3 separate regions of the Canis lupus genome follow, and all the other regions are linked to region 3. A link is a contact called in public Hi-C data. All regions are on one chromosome and are shown on one strand. Each heading gives the region's core, a stretch centred on a gene start, on an enhancer-like site or on the middle of the called end of the contact. The rest is flanking DNA. Distances are from core to core; before and after follow the strand shown. Region 1 holds the start of CLNS1A (chloride nucleotide-sensitive channel 1A). Region 2 holds the start of INTS4 (integrator complex subunit 4). Region 3 holds the start of AAMDC (mth938 domain-containing protein).

Region 1 (2,832 bases), core at 275-2,774, 170 kb before region 3:
AGAACAGCCTCATTATCTGCACGTCACCTGGAACTTGCTTTTTCTCCCATCTGTATTTCCTATGTCAGTAATTGGTTAAAAGCCTAAGCTTTGCTCAATATTTAGATTTCCCTCAAAGGGTTCTTGGGGCACCTGGGTGGCTCAGTTGGTTAAGCATCTATTTTCGGCTCAGGTCATGATCCCAAGGTCCTAGGATAAGCATGGAGTTGAGCTCCACAGTGTGGACCTTCCTGCTCAGCAAGGAGCTTGCTTTCTCTCTCCAATATATAAGTAAAAATTAAAAAAAAATTTTTTTTAAATCAAGGGGTTTTTACTTTTTTGTGTGTGCTCTCTCTGGTAGGCAAAAATTTGCCTCCCCCATGACCTTCAACACCGTGTCAAGCCGGAGTTGTTACATGGCAAGAGAAAACCTGTATATATAATTAAGGTTCCTAATCAGCTAACCGTAGAATGGGGAGATTATCCTGGATATTTCTGTGTGGGTCCAGTGAAATCACATGAGCTCCTAAAAGAAGAGAAACTTCTCTGGCTGCAGACAAAAGTGATGCAGCAGCAGGAGTCAAGGCAAATTTCAAGGACAGGAAGGATTCAATGTGTCATTGTTGGCTTGATGATGACTGGAACCACATAATTAAGGAAACGGGGACCTCAGTCCTACAACTTCGATATTTGAGATACATCTGTCTTACTGTAAAAAAAAAAAAAAAAAAAGGGTACAGTGTTCCAGGTGGCCAAATAAAAGGGCAATTCCTTCTAGGACTGGAAATGGGAGTCGGAAATGGGAAATGAGACACGGGAGTCTGGTCCCTCTGGATCTGACCTCAGCTTGCGTGGGGTTGAGGATGATGTTCCTCTCCCCATCCACACCTACAGAAGAAAAGCTGTATTTCTTAACCAAACTTTTAAAATCCTGCACAATCCGTTCTAGACTTACACATCTTGCCGAGAGCAACACCTCCCGCACCTTTTCCCAGAAGAGACAGGCACATCGATGATTCTCACTCAGGGGCCGGAGGCTCAAAACCTTAAAACGAAGCCCTGAGTAAAGAGCGACGCACGCGCCAGACCTCGGGACGACAGGCAGGTAAAAAGCCTCTAACTCGTCGAGAGAGGACTCCGTGCGAAGAAGAAGAGGAAGGCTCGGGAGGGCGGGACACCCGGACAACCGAGCCTTCGCCCCGCCGCGCAGGCCTCGGCGAGGCGCCCCGGAGCCCGCGCGCCCCGCCCCGCGGCAGCCCCGGAGGTCGCGGTCTCGCCCTCGCCCGCGCCTCGTCCTCAGCCTCGGCGGCGCGCGGGGAGCCGGCGCCCAGCGCAGCGACCCTGCCTACCTCTCCGCGATGTAGAGCGTGCCGGTGCCGAGGCCCTTGCCGTTCAGCACGGCCTCGGTCTCGGGCTGCTGCTGCCGAAGCCCCTCGGCCGAGCCGGGCGGCGGGAAACTTTTGAGGAAGCTCATTGCAGCAGGGAGCGCGGAGACACAGGCCGGGAGCGAGCTGCCGCGCGGCGACCCCAGCCGCTCGCCTCGCCCCGCCCCGGAAGCGGCGCCCGGCACCTCGGAAGAGCAACGAGGCCCGCCCCGGAATCGGAGCCCGCTTCCGCCACAGAGACGAGGCGCCCGCGGCCGAGCTCTCGGAGGCCTGAGGGGGCCCCGCCCCGTCGCCGTGTGGGAGGCTCGCGGCTGCGGAGAGCTGTGCTTTCCCTCGACGTCCTGCTGCCGGCCGGGTCGCGGCGAACCTGTGAGAGGGGAGGAAGCGCAGGGAATAATACAGCCCTTTTTCTACAGAAGAGGAAACAGGCTTGAGCCTTGGGCAGGAATCAGAGACTGCGCTCGTCTAGATGGAGGTCGGAGGTCTCCTCACGGGTTCGCGGCTCTTCTCAACCCGCGCGGGGCCTCGGCCTGGTGGGGGCCCCGTCTCAGCCTAACCGCGTTGCCCCCGACCTAGTCTAGGGCCCGAGGCTGCCCCGGGGCGGGCTCCGCGCGGGCCCGTGTCTCAGGAGGTAACGAAGTCCGCGTGGAGAGCTGGCCGTGCCCGGGGAGGACACGGGGCGCTGCAGGGAAAGGAGGTAGCCCATCAGATTTGGAGCCCTCGCTTGCTTTGCTGGACACCGGAGAGCGTAAGAGCAACGAAATCTTTAGTCAGGAAATAATCGGTGAAGGTAACTGGGCGTTGTGAGCCAGATACTGCCCCGGGCCCTTTACCAGTATTCTTTCATTTTCTTTTTTAAAGATTTATTTATTCATGAGGGTCGCAGAGAGAGAGGCAGAGACACAGGCAGAGGGAGAAGCAGGCTCCCTGCGGGGAGCCCCATGCGGGACTCGATCCCGGGATCCCGGGATCATGACCTGAGCGGAAGGCAGACAGACGCTCAACCGCTGAGCCACCCAGGTGCCCCCAGTATTACTTCTTCATTTCCTCTTTACGCCAGTTATATGAGGAAAGTTATTACCGATCCAGGTTTACAGATGCGAAGCCGGAGGCGTCACACTGAAGTGCGAGAGTTCAGCCAGGAGAGCGGAATTCCGGCCCCTCCGGCTCTAGGCCAGGTTTCCTTGCCTGTGAAGTCAGGATGATCTTACCTATAGGCTGTAGCACCGTTGAGGCATGCGGAGTAGCTGTTTTCCTAGCTGCTGAATAGAGGAGTGTTCGATTTTTTTTTTTTTTTTTTTTTTTTAATGCTGGGATTTGCTTGTTGATAGCTACACTGGAGCAGGGAGAGTTATTAGGAAGTTGTTGCCACGGTATAGGTGAGAGAGTGGCAGTGAGAATGGAAGTGGGAGAGTCTAGATAAAATCCTCAGGATCTGGAGAGAGACTGAAGGAAAGAAGGTGGTTGA
Region 2 (2,780 bases), core at 176-2,675, 150 kb after region 3:
TCCCTGCATGGAACCTGCTTCTCCCTCTGCCTGGGACTCTGCCTCTCTCTCTCTCTCTCTCTCTCTCTCTGTCTCTCATGAATAAATAAATAAGATCTAAAAAAAAGAAAAAATAAGCAAAAAAATAATAAATAAGCAGACTAACTTCCCTACAGTCAGTGGGAATATGTACAAAAATGTGTCCACAAAACAGAAATGATAAGTGAAAAGAGACAGAAAAACTTGATCTGTCAATACACTCATCTCTGTATTACAATCACATATACGCTTTTCTGTCTCTCCCATTAGTCTGCAAGCTCCTAAAGGACAGGGACCTTAATGTGTACCGGACTTTGTAGCAACACCTTTAGCTATACCTGATACACAGTAACCACTCACTCAACACTCTCGTTAAAGGAATGAATGAAATGTTTAAGGAATTTCCTGCTGGATGGTCTAACTCCTGCTACACTAGAAGTCTAAGGATTTAGGGGCCAGTCTATGGATCTAAGTAAGAATGCTTTTGATCTACTACTAGCATCAATTGGGGGCTCGTCAGAAATGCAGATTATTGCCTACCTTCCCCCATCTCACTGAGTGGGGTAATCTACATTTTAACAAGATCACCAGACGATTTGCATAAAAAAGTCCGAGAAGCAGGACACACGAGATAACCTGGAATCAACCTCTACTTTAGCAACATCTATGAGGCGACACATGGACAGTCACAGGTGTCAGGAGATCGAATCACCTGTCCTTAACTCCAACGGAGGAAAGTACAGCCCTGCTTCCTAAGTAAGCTGTTCCACAAATGGAAACCTCTGCCCCGAAGCAGCCTGTGACAGCCCCCCCCCACCCCCGCTTTGGCTGGGTCTTGAGGAAGTCTAGACTCCTCTTCCAACCCCTTAGGGTTCTACATAACCAACTTGTCCCTAGGCGCCTTTTTTTTTGCAACAGGAGTTGGGAAGGGCTCCACCAGAAATGGGCTCTGGATCCTCGCATCCCTCCAGAAGCTTTTGAGCCACCATCTGTAGAACGAAGGTGCTAATGTAACCCGAGTAAGCCGAAATAACGGAGAGGACATCCTCGTAAATTGCACAGTGCTATCTGTTCTCTCTAATCGTTTTATTTTTTTAAGTGTCGGACCGCACAGACTAATAATGGCAACAGCAGCTGCAAACGAACACGCCCCCTTAAGTGTACTTTCGGAAAGCCCATCAAAGTAGTCCGCACTCAACCCAGCTTTCGCGGTCTGTTCTGGCGGAGTGTCTGGGGCGTGGATAACCTTCCCCGCCCCAGACCGGCCCAGAGCCCTTCCCTTCCGTAATTTACCTGGACCACCTTAGTGAATTCCTCGTACACTCGTTTCTTTAGGTGAGCCGCCATGGCTGCCCGCGGGCCCTCTCAGCTTCCGTACTCCACGAGGGAGGCGGGGGGGGGGCGGGGGGGCGGGTAGCGGAACCCGGAAAACCCGCCTCGGCCGGAGGAACTCGCCGCAATCCCACAAGGCAGTGGGGCTCCGAGAAAGAGAGGCCTCTTCCTGCTGCTCCACCGCCCTAGTCCGCGGTGCGGCCGAATTTGTGCGCCTACGCCTCGTGCGCCGGCGGAACGAAAAGGAGGGCGCAGAGCGAGGAGGCGGGGCCTCTGGAGGGAGGAGAGACTGAAAGCGTACACGAGCCAATGGGAGCCTCCGGAGGCTCGCCGCTGCTCTCGGAGGGGGCGGGAGCGGAAGGGCGGGAGGAAGTACAGGGCAAAGGGCAGAGGCGGGACGGTCCGGGGCTGGAGGCAAAACCTGGGGCGGCGGGAGGCGTTTCCCTGGAGAGATCGGGGAGCGCGGCTGCGGCGTCCCCGGGTGCTGCTTGTAGCCTTTTTCAGCTTTCTTTTCTTTTCCCTTCCCTTTCAGTTGCTTGAAATCTACCTACCTGTGTGGAATCAACCCTTCCTCAGATAGGTAGGAAAGAGGGAAAAGAATCCTGAGGTCAAGGGTCAAGCATCAAAGTTGGAGACCAAGATTAGCGCTTAATGAACGGACTCTGGGGGCACCTGGGTGGCTCAGCGGATGGGCGCCTGCCTTCGGCCCAGGGCGTGATCCTGGGCACCCGGGATCGAGTCCCACATCCGGCTCTCCACAGGGAGCCTGCTTCTCCCTCTACCTGTGTTGTGTCTCTGTCTCTGCTCCTTTCTGTGTCTCTAATGAATAAATAAATAAAATCTAAAAAAAAAAAAAAAAGGAACTAAGAATCTCACCTACAAATGTGCTCACACCCAACCGGACCAAGATGCAGTGACAGTGTAGTGAAACAATGCAGAAGCATTTGGCAGACTAAAGTGTTTCCCGTGTTAGTGAAACCTGAGGTTGAGTTTCACCTCCGTCATTAAGCTTTAGCCCTTCATTGTTCACTTCTTGCAAAAGCATGATGCTGTGGTAGGTACAGAAGACCCCAAAACACATAATTTGCTTTAGTCTCAAGGTCCTACAGTATAACTGGGCAGAGACACCCAAACGGAACCAAGAGGTCAAGTATCCTAAGACAACAGGAATGTGATCAAACAGACCTATGAGCTTCCTCCGGATGGGGCAGGGGTAGAATAACGATCCCAAAATATGCCATTTGGTATGTGGATCATTTCTAGCTGAAGATAATCAAGGCGTAATAGATTCAGGAAGAGCTGTTTACCTTCCCCTTAACTTCCTAAAAGAATTTAGAGGACCTGTACCAGGAGAACACTAGCACCAAAGGTAATGTATTCTCAGATTTAATCTGCATAGTACAGCAAACATTTGTTCACCAAACATTTGC
Region 3 (2,700 bases), core at 182-2,681:
CACAGGGGGTAAAAACACACACAAAAAAAACCCCCAGAAAAACAAAAGGCCTTCTTAAGAGAAGAAATATGCCAGGAAAGAAGAGGCATGGATGAGGAATAAATAAGGGGTGAAATGTACGCGATCAGTGTAAGGGGAGGCAGCAGGCACAGCGCTGAGATGCTCCGGGAAAGAACCAGCAGCAGCAGCAGCAGCAGAAGCAGCAGCAGCAGCAGCAGCAGGAAGTTTCAATGGGGCCGGGCAGAGCATGCGCCCTGCACCCGCGCGGTGGCCTTATGTGGAAGGAGCACCACTTGCGAACACCAATAATAGACCAGCAGCACCAGAGAGAGAAACATGAGCAACAAGCACCTTCTTCAACTGTTTCCCCCTCCGTCTGAGCCCCTCCTCCAGCCTACATACTAACCACCCCACCCCACCCTGCAAATGGGAGGACGACTTCTTCCCCTAAGCCTCGCTGCCACGATGAAGGGGGAAGGGATTAGAAAAGTGGGGAGATGCTTTTCTATTATTTGGGGGGAGGTGGGGAGAAGAAGGAGGAAAACTATGGGGGAGGAAAAATTAACCCTGTAGCCTCCAAAGTGGAGAAGCTGAACCGACTTCGACCCCCAAAGCAAGAATGGAGGAGGACCCCCCCACCCGCTCCCATGAGGGAGGAGCAAACCTCCCTACTCCGAGGAAGGAGTTTTGGGGGTTAAACCGGCCCTCGAGGGGAAGGGAAGAGAGACGCGAGCGACTCTCTCGGGGGAGTTCCCACTAGAGGGAGGGAGGGCTGAAGTGTCCGCTGGCCCCCGCCCACCCAGGTGGAGGGAGAGAAAGGGGCGCCCCGAGAAGATGAGCCCAGCCTCCCCCGAGATGGTGGGGAGGATGGTGGGAGGAGGGGAAGAAGCAAGGGAGGGGAGGAGGAGAAAAGCGCAAAGCTGGCCGGAACCTGCGCTCCCCTTCCCCCGCCACCCAGGGGGAGAAGGGGTGGAGGACCGGCCCCTGCGGCCGGGAAACAGTCCCAGGGGCGGCCGGCCAGCACAATGACCGCTCCACGCCCCCAGCCCACACCTAAGCCGCGACGCCCCCACCTCCGCTCGGCGCCGGGCCCAGTGGCCCTAGGGGGTCTCGGCCCCGCCTCCCCGCTGCCCAAGACCCTGGGGGCTGGGCGGAGAGGCCGGGCCGGCCGGAGCTGCGCCCCGGGGGAAGGACGGAGCCGCGGAGGCCCGGGATGTCCGTGAAGAGCAGGGCGAAGGAGCGTGCCAGGGCCGCTTCCCGCCGGGCGTTCGGGCCCCTCGCTTACCTTCTCCACTGCCGACGTCCGGCGGCGGCGCCTGCAGCACCCGCTCCAGCTCGGGAAACGGCAACTCGGGCAGGTCGAGCAGCGGCCCGTAGCGCTCCAAGAAGGAGCAGACTACGGCGAAGTTGGGGCACGAACCCGGGCAGCCCGGAGGAGCCATCGCGGCCGCCGCTGCTGCCGCCGCCGCCATTTTGAACTGGAGGATGGAGGAGGAGGCGATGGGGGCGGTGGAGGGAGTTGGGTTCCGAGGAATGGCAGAGCAGCCTTGCGGACAACAGGAGGCGCTGGTGAGTGAGCTCCCCCGTGGATCCGAGCGTCTCCGGCACGGCGCCGCGATCCCACAATACAACGGCTGCTCGGAGCAGTCGAGAACCGAGTCAGACTGGGGAAAGAGAGGCCCTCCGTGCCTTTCACTTTCCGCCCTCTTTCCGCCCCCCTTTCCCTCCCTCCACTTCGCCCCTCCCACCTTGGGTTTGCCACTGCCTCGTGTGACAGGGGGAATGAAAACAAGGGAAGCGGGGCCGGGAGGAGGACTGGAAGCTGAGGAGGCGGGACTTCTTGGGAACAGTGGCCAATAGGCGGGGGGGGGCGGGGCTTCGGGCGACGACTCGCTGAAAGGCGCTTTCGGGGCGGGGCGAGCGGGGGGAGCGCTCCGCGGAGACGGCCCGAACCGCCAGAGGTGAGAGGTAAAGCGCGGAGCCGTTTGGGATCGCAACTCTCCTGAAGAGAGGCCTTTGGGTGAGTTTTGGGGGGAGTTGAGGGGGGGAACCTCCGGGATCTGAAACCGGGCCACAAGCTCGTGGGGGAAGTTGAGGAGCGTGAATAAGAAGCAGAACAAGGAGAGAAAAGAAAAAAAAAAGAACAAACCCTACCACGATTCTGAGAGAAGTTTGGAAACGGGAAAGGTAGAGAGGTGCCTTTAATTGGGGGTTGGGAGAGGACCTTTGTGAGGAGAAGTGCCTGCGGAGCATTTGCTGAGGGCTACTGCTGTCTCCTGGGGTACAAGAGCCACAACTGTGCTGGAAAAGAGGGTCTGAGGGCTCGCGGGACAGGAGGCCGAGGAGACGGCTCTGCGAGGATCACCTGTCTGAGGAGTTGGGGCCCTGGTAGGAGGTCACGGTCTGAAGGGGCCAGCTCCTTAGGCAGACCTAGTTATGAGGGGGCAGGGCCCTGCTGTGGTTGCCAGGGGGTGACGGGAAGAGACTCAGGGGAACGAGGATCTGAGGGGACGAGACTTTATAGGGGACCAGGGTCAGAGGGTGGGCTAGGACTCCACTAAGAGGATACGCGACTTGGTGCAAGAGCAAAAAAAATGTTGGAAGACAGGGTCGGCTTCGTTGGGGGCAGCAGTGAGCGTTCTCCCACCAAGAGTCTCAGAAAACCATCAATCATGCAAAGTAGAATGTGCAACTTGGGAT

Evidence for each region. Hi-C and Micro-C count contacts between places; a contact is called where the count stands out from the background.
Region 1: a contact with region 3 is called in a Hi-C map of blood, with 2.6 times the contacts expected there. The contact joins the promoter of CLNS1A here to the promoter of AAMDC in region 3. A contact is called at or near these places in 2 of 9 Hi-C or Micro-C datasets (amygdala and blood).
Region 2: a contact with region 3 is called in a Hi-C map of blood, with 6 times the contacts expected there. The contact joins the promoter of INTS4 here to the promoter of AAMDC in region 3. A contact is called at or near these places in 5 of 9 Hi-C or Micro-C datasets (amygdala, blood, liver and 1 more).

What each region holds. Positions count from the first base shown.
Region 1 is chr21:21,250,335-21,253,166 of UU_Cfam_GSD_1.0, reverse strand. It overlaps CLNS1A (chloride nucleotide-sensitive channel 1A), which reads right to left and starts at 1,524. Exons shown (of 7, transcript NM_001003288.1): 1 at 1,329-1,524. The coding sequence starts at 1,453.
Region 2 is chr21:20,928,271-20,931,050 of UU_Cfam_GSD_1.0, reverse strand. INTS4 (integrator complex subunit 4) reads right to left here and starts at 1,425. Exons shown (of 23, transcript XM_038568511.1): 1 at 1,312-1,425. The coding sequence starts at 1,365.
Region 3 is chr21:21,082,182-21,084,881 of UU_Cfam_GSD_1.0, reverse strand. AAMDC (mth938 domain-containing protein) reads left to right here and starts at 1,431. Exons shown (of 4, transcript XM_038568512.1): 1 at 1,431-1,569. The coding sequence starts at 1,486. It overlaps RSF1 (remodeling and spacing factor 1), which reads right to left and starts at 1,703. Exons shown (of 16, transcript XM_038568507.1): 1 at 1,286-1,703. The coding sequence starts at 1,472.